Linked DNA regions of Gossypium hirsutum: region 2 is linked to region 1. The links are chromatin contacts, called in public Hi-C maps. All regions are on one chromosome and are shown on one strand. Each heading gives the region's core, a stretch centred on a gene start, on an enhancer-like site or on the middle of the called end of the contact. The rest is flanking DNA. Distances are from core to core; before and after follow the strand shown. Region 1 has its middle 20 kb from the start of LOC121222528. Region 2 holds the start of LOC121222529 (auxin response factor 16).

The links. A called contact is a pair of places that touch in the nucleus more often than the background predicts.
Region 2: a contact with region 1 is called in a Hi-C map of leaf, with 4 times the contacts expected there. The contact joins the promoter of LOC121222529 here to the enhancer-like site in region 1. A contact is called at or near these places in 22 of 34 Hi-C or Micro-C datasets (anther, callus, cotyledon and 4 more).

Annotation. Positions count from the first base shown.
Region 1 is chrD10:61,062,236-61,066,126 of Gossypium_hirsutum_v2.1, forward strand. No RefSeq gene overlaps it. Among protein-coding and RNA genes, the nearest start is that of LOC121222528, 20 kb to the left of the region's middle. Within about 2 kb of position 2,501, at least 3 of the 9 cell types and tissues checked have an H3K27ac peak or open chromatin away from gene starts, as enhancers often do. A contact at or near this core is called in leaf, where this site is marked.
Region 2 is chrD10:61,109,591-61,113,296 of Gossypium_hirsutum_v2.1, forward strand. LOC121222529 (auxin response factor 16) reads left to right here and starts at 1,882. Exons shown (of 4, transcript XM_041103517.1): 1 at 1,882-2,296; 2 at 2,498-3,666. The coding sequence starts at 2,575.

The DNA of each region.
Region 1 (3,891 bases), core at 1,251-3,750:
TGAAAAACGTATGATTCAAAGATTTAGTGATTATTTGTTCCAAAAAATAAAAAATCTAGTGGTTAGGATAAATTATACTTAAGGTCACTAAATTATTACTAAGTTGATGTTTGATCACTCAACTTTAAAAAAGTTACAAAATAGTTACTAAACTATTTAAAAGTTTTCATTTAAATTACTGGGCTATTAAAATCGTTATTATACGGCCTTCTCTATTCGTGTCGTCTACACAAATTGAAAGCCCTCCTTCTCTTTTTCTTTTATAATTCAATTTTTTTTCTCATGAAACAGTTTTGAACGTCAATAATCTGTGAACCAAAATCCAAATAATTTTCTCCTCAAATCTTCAACACTACTATCAAATTGACTTGGATCTAAGATATGTTCTACTAATCGTCGACGGGTATTGATCTATCATACCGATTGTTGAATCGTCGCTTGGAGCTTACTAGTCGAACTTTTTAAAGAAAGAAACTTAACAAATAGTTCATTGACTTAAATGAAAACTTTCTAAATAGTTCAATGACTATTTTTTAACTTTTTAAAGTTAAAAGATAAAAATGTAAACATATTAATAATTTAGTGACTTTGAGTGTAATTTACTCATTTTTTAAATACCTTCATAAGAGATTTGACAATAGAAATATGTATGTATATATGTATGATTTTCTAGAAAACAATTTTTAATGAATTAAAAAATGGACTCAAAATTTATTTTTATTGTAAATTGTATTTTGATAGGTAAAAGAAAAATGAAGAACCCCTGCGTAACCCTCATTTTATAAAAAAGGAAAATTGAGAAAAAGAAGAGAGAAAATATTGGTTAAGGAAATACTAAAATAAAAAGTAAAATACACAAATAATACTATAATTGATTTAAGATGAGTAAATACTTAAAATATAATAAATTTATGTAAAAAAATATAACCTTGTACTTTGTATAAAAATATTTATCTTGTATATAATTTTTAAAAATATTTAATATGGAACTTGTGTAATTTTACCAATATATCAATGTACCTCAAAGCTTTAAAAATTGTTAAATTTATATGTGCGACATGTATATACATAGTTAGAGGTGCTCATGGGTTAAGTCGGGGGCAACCAAAATTTTAGGCCTGAGTCTGACCCGAAAAATGGGATTAAAATTTTGCCCAGGCCCGACCTAGATAAAAATGCTAAGACTTGGGCTTGGCCCTGCCCACCCATATTAATTTTTTATACTATTATTTTATATATATTTAAAAAAATATAATACATCAAAAATACTAAAAATATTAAAATAAATATTTCCCAACAAATTAAAAATAAATTTAAAAAATATTTACTTAAATAACACTAAGATAGGTGCAACTTAACAAGCAAATATTTCTAAAATAGTAACAAAATTAACAATAATACAAGAGTTATACAGAACAATAAAATAATAGAAACATAATAGTGAAATGGTATCAAAATAGTGAAAAAAATCAATAATAAAATAATAAAAAACAGTAAAAAAACCCAATTTTTTAGCATATTCGGGTTGGGCCAGGCTCAGGGCCAAAAAAGCCTTACCTAAAGCCCGGCCTGTGTTCTAAATGGGCCATATTTTTTCACCCAAGTCCAATTTTTGGACCTATATTTTTTATCCAAATAATCTCATTTTTCGGGTAGGCTTTCGGGCCCAGCTGGGTGGCCCGACCCATGAGCAGGTATATACATAATACATAATACATGGGCAAATATAAAGGTAGGTGGAGGTCTTGGCCACTTTCAAATGGAAAATTGTTATTCAAGTCCCTTATAAGATGATTAAATTAAAAATTAATTTATGATAAAATTACACATTAACTCTTAAAATAAGAAAATTATGTTTAACCCCTTAAATAATGATAAAATAATAAATTAATACATTATAAAATTATTTTTAATCTTTTAAAAATTTATTATTCAATTCCTGCACCCTAAAAAAAATTATTAATTCACCCATGTGTGTATATATGTTTTGCATGGGTGGCATTTGAAATGTCTTGTGTTATCATATAATTGGTTTCGAACTTTACATATCCTTTTTTTTTATCATATAATTTATTTGTCAATCAACAAATAAATTTAAAATTGTGAAGATTTTGGGGCATATTGATAGACAACATAATAGCACGAATATCACATTAAACATTTCTGGTGCAAATAACATATTGTACATTAGATTAAAGTTAAAGGATTAAATTTATATTTTGTTTAAAACACTTTTTTTTGGTGAATATTCGTAATTATATTTTTGTCATGTTCATACTTGTCCATTGACAAATTAATTTAACATATATATAATTTTTAACTCGTAGGAAAGGGACAAAGTTTTCATTAAAGAAAAAGGGGGGTTTCCGACAAAACTGGGTTATCATAGCTTCTCATTCCAACCTAGAAGAAACGACAGAGATTCGGACACGGTCCCACTACTTTTGGGTCCCACACGTCATTTGTCCCATCACTTCTGCCTTTTCTCTGACGAGAATCTCACAGTCACCCCTTTGTGGGGTCCAATCAGTAAAAACCAGATCTCTCCATCATTAGACACATGGATTATTCTTAACTATTACCCTTTGTCTTTATGTTGTCACGCTCGCTTTGCGGGTTAATGTCAGCAGGACCGGCTTTGGCAGTCACTGCTATCTTTACGTGTTTGTCAGGTTTGAATGGTGACAAACGGCTACGATTACATCAATGACAAAATTTACAAACCCCAAAAATATACAAGAATAAGTCTTCTTCTTTTCTTTTTTAGTGTCAGTAATTTTCAGCATAGTAAATGCAGATAAATTTTGTAATTTAACACAAGTCTATGTACAGATACGGTTGAGAATAATATGAGTTCAGAGTAAAAGTTTATATTTTGGCTTTATTTATTTGGATGAAGGATGAATTTACTCTAAGAATATATCATAAATTTACATTGTTACATAATCTCCCAAATAATAGTAATTTTATTTAGATTTAATATTCATTTAGTGCCTAAGGAAACATTAACATAAAGGAATACATATATGTATAATGTGTCGGCAATTTTTGTTGTCATAATTGTTTATATGTGAATATGGTATCTATGTTCAACATTATCCTCCTGTTTTTTAATTAAAGTTTCAGATTTCTTTTTAAATGAAGAAAATTGGAAATTTTTCTCAAATTTGACTTTGAATATATTGAATACTTAGAAATCTAGACCAAAAGAAAATTATCACATTATTTTTTTGGTTTTATATATGTCATGTTTGTATCAAAATTATCAAATCTAAATTATATTAAATTTAATGTTTTGTAATTTTTCTGATAATAAGTTGGTGTTATGAGTCGAACGAGTACCAACTCGATTAAGAAAATTACGAAAATGTTCTTTCTTAATTGAAATCAGTTATATTATTTTAAGGTATTTTAATCTTTTTATTTTAATAAAAACTAATAAAAATAAAAATATGCACATGGTGAGATTTTAGTCCTTGTCAATTAAATTGGCAAAATCTTAAATTTACCGCTTGCTTTTTTTGGTAAATAAAAACTACATTAAGCGATTACAGAAATACGTAGAAAAATAATAGCCCATAATATCCTTTTGGATTAACTCCCACATAGCTTGAAGAGGTTCAAAAAACACCTATAAACTGGTAAAATTTATACCAGTTTACTTAGCTATGAAATCCATAACTACATTATGATCTCTAGGAATATGGCAGATATGGACTTTCCAATTCCTTTGTAAGAGTGTATGGATGGCCCGTATTTCCATAAGAGGGCTATCAATAAGTTTGCTAGACAAAACTAATTCTACCAAAAGAGCATTATCAGATTCAAGTTCAACCTGTCGGTACCTCTTCTCCCAAGCCAGACGTAGCCCTTCAAGCATAGACTTCACTT
Region 2 (3,706 bases), core at 632-3,131, 47 kb after region 1:
AAATAAAAAATCTTTTATATTTTTTTTATGATCTAATTGATGGATCACATCAACTCCATTATAATGTTAAACATAATACAGGAAAATCTGTCATCATGTCAAGATATATACATTGTCTTTCCAAATTAAATTGCCACATTTAACTTTCTAAAATTTTGGTCAATTATTCTTTTCAGAACAATATATTTTAAAAAATTGTCAGAAACTATTCACCGTTAAAAATAATAAATGCAACAATTTTGTGAGACAAAAGATACATATATACATGTCACAACTTAAAATACTTGTTATACATACAAAAGTAATAACATGAATGCACAAATTGATAAATTTCTAAAACTTAAAATCAATTAAATATAAAAAAAATCTCTTCCAGGAGTATTTATTTTTCACTCTAAATATAAAACAGTTTTAAAATTCATGACCAATATCTACCTCCTAACGCAGAAAGATGATCGCTGATATAAATACATTGAAGAAAAGAAAACCCAACACCAATTGAAAAAATTACAAAAATTATTTTGGGGGGAGGGGGGTTGATTTGTTGGCTAAAATTTTGGTACCCTAAAAAGAGGGTCTAAAACAAGACCGACCAAGGTCTTAATCAAGTGCCGAATAATTTGGTTTTTTCATGCAACACTTGTAATCAAACAGATTAAATTGTCCTTAATCTCAATGTCACCATCATCTAATTTTACCAACTAATATTCCTTAATCCATGCATAGTCTCTCGCTTTTAATTATTGACCTATAATAATTATCATTATATTAACACTCTTTTTTTTCCCCAATTCAACAAGTCTAAAATTAATTTTAATACCCTGTTTAATTATAATTACTATAAATCCATACTCCATTAGTAATACCAACACCTTTTAATTTTTAATTTTTATTTATATATATCATTCCATTAAATAATAACCCTAATTTCAAGGGTAAATTTGTAATTTCATATTTTGATAAAAAAGTGTTTTTTTTCTTTGGAAAAAAATGTTAAACCCTAATCCGAGTAGTAAGGATAAAATCTTGTTCTTCGGATCTTAGGATCAAGAAAGACAATAACAAACACTGAAAAGAAGAGTCAAAGTGTTGACCAGTTAATTAAAAAGATAATTAATATAAATAGATTAATTAGTTTAAAAAAAGAGCCTTTAGATTTTGTAGTTTATGTAAGATAAAGAAAAAGTTAAAATACACTTGGCACTTACTTAATGGATTAAATAAAAATAAAAAGAGAGAGAAAATAGGTGGAAAAATATTTTTAATTTTCTTTGATGGAAAAAAATGTATTGATTTTTATAATAATAAAAAGAACTGAAATATTTTTCAATGGCAAGTGACATACATGATAATATTTTGGGAAATAAAAGTTTTTGCTTTAAATAAATATTTTCCTTAAATAATAACTAAATAATCTATTATAAATTACTCACCAAAAAATGATAATTTTTCGTTTCTTTTGGAGAAAAATATTGAATAGCTAATAAATTTTTAAACATTATTTATATAAATTAAAAAAATAAATAAATTAACCATGGTTAGTCCCGAAGAGTTAGGGCCTCGGACAAAATGAAAACTTTAAGTGTAGTCAGCCTTGATTTCAGAGTTGCATGAAAATCGTGATATCTTCCAGCAAAATATCGTGATATTTAAAATCAACATAAAAAATAACTTTTAATTTTGGGGATTATCTAAATATTTTAATTTAGGAGAGAGAGAGATTTATTAAATAATTATAAAATTAAATTCTCTGATTAATTTTTTATTCGTTGGATGTTTCCTTTTTCTGATTTATAGGGGATATGTTCCCACTTGCTTCCATGCCGCGTGGTCAACACTCCTTGTCAAAATAAAGCCACAACTGTCCAGGTCTGAAACAATAAAATAAAATAATTTATATTTTCATTTCAATTTTTATAAATCCTTTCCCGAAGCGAACCGGAACCGGAACCGGACCGAAGTAAATACTGACAAGGGCTTTTAACTGAGAGTTCCTGGTCGGCAAATAACACAAAATCTTTCATCTCATCTCCTCTTCTCATCTTCTTTAAAACTCTCACTCGCTCTTCACTTTCCCTTTAACTAAAACACCCTTTTACTCTCTTTTCTTATTTCCTTCTCAAAGTTCTTCAATTGTTCTTTCTCTCTTTTTCTTTTTTTTTTCCTTTTTGGCTTTAAAAAAGGGTTTAGTTTTAGTTTCTTTTCTTTTTTTTTTGCATTGTTATTCTTCTTTTTGATTCATCTTAATCTGGGTTTTCCTTCTTTTGGTGGAAAAATATCTCCTTTTGTTCAAAAGGTAAGGTCTTTTAATTCTTTTCTAATTTCTCATTTAAAAAAATAATAATTATGAATGTATTGTTCCTTTCTTTTTCTTTATTTTTTTCTGGGTTTTGTTCAATTGTAGCTAATTTGTGGATTTATATATATGTGTGTGTGTATAAATTTTGTTTCTTTAATATTTACTGAGGCATGTCTTTTGATTTTCATGTACTAACAGGTAATCATCAAGTGAGAAAAAAACAGAGTAAAGAAAGGGTTTGTTTTTTTCTTTTTGTCCATATAATTGGGGAAAAAATGATAACAGTCATGGATTCTAGGAAAGAAGTTGTGAAAAATTCAGAAAAATGCTTAGATCCTCAGCTATGGCATGCTTGTGCTGGTGGTATGGTACAAATGCCATCAGTGAACTCTAAGGTGTTCTATTTCCCTCAGGGTCATGCTGAGCATGCCAATGGGAATGTAGATTTTGGGAATCTCCCGATTCCGTCACTCGTCTTGTGTCGGGTTTCCGCCGTTAGGTTTATGGCGGATCCCGAAACCGATGAGGTTTATGCTAAAATCATGTTGGTTCCTTTGAGAGAGAACAGTTTTGGGGTTGAAGATGATGGTTTTGATGGGAATGTTGGGGTGGAGAACCCTGAAAAATCTGCTTCCTTTGCTAAGACATTGACTCAGTCTGATGCTAACAACGGTGGGGGGTTCTCGGTTCCGCGGTATTGCGCGGAGACTATATTTCCTAGGTTGGATTATAATGCTGAACCCCCTGTTCAGACTATTCTTGCTAAGGATGTTCATGGTGAGGTTTGGAAATTTAGGCATATATATAGGGGGACGCCTCGTCGACATCTTTTGACGACGGGGTGGAGTAATTTCGTGAACCACAAGAAGCTTGTGGCTGGTGATTCGATTGTGTTTCTTAGAGCTGATAATGGAGATCTTTGTGTGGGGATTCGTAGGGCGAAAAGAGGACTTGGGGGTGGACATGAATTTCCGGGATGGAACTCTGCGAGTGGAACCTCTGGTTCACAAATTGGGAGTTATTCTCCGTTTTTGAGGGAGGGGGAGAGTAAATTGATGAGGAAGGATTGTAATGGGGATCCAAGGGGAAGAGTAAGGGCTGACTCCGTGATTGAAGCTGCGAGTCGTGCAGCTAGTGGGCAGCCCTTTGAGGTCGTTTACTATCCACGAACTAGCACTCCTGAGTTCTGCGTGAAGGCCTCATCCATTAGAGCTGCAATGCAAATCCAGTGGTATCCTGGGATGAGGTTCAAAATGCCTTTCGAAACTGAGGACTCTTCACGGATTAGCTGGTTCATGGGAGCGATATCTACTGCTAAGGTTGTCGATCCCATCCGTTGGCCTAATTCTCCATGGCGACTACTGCAGGTATTTTAGTTTTACATTATCAACTGTCATTGAATTAACT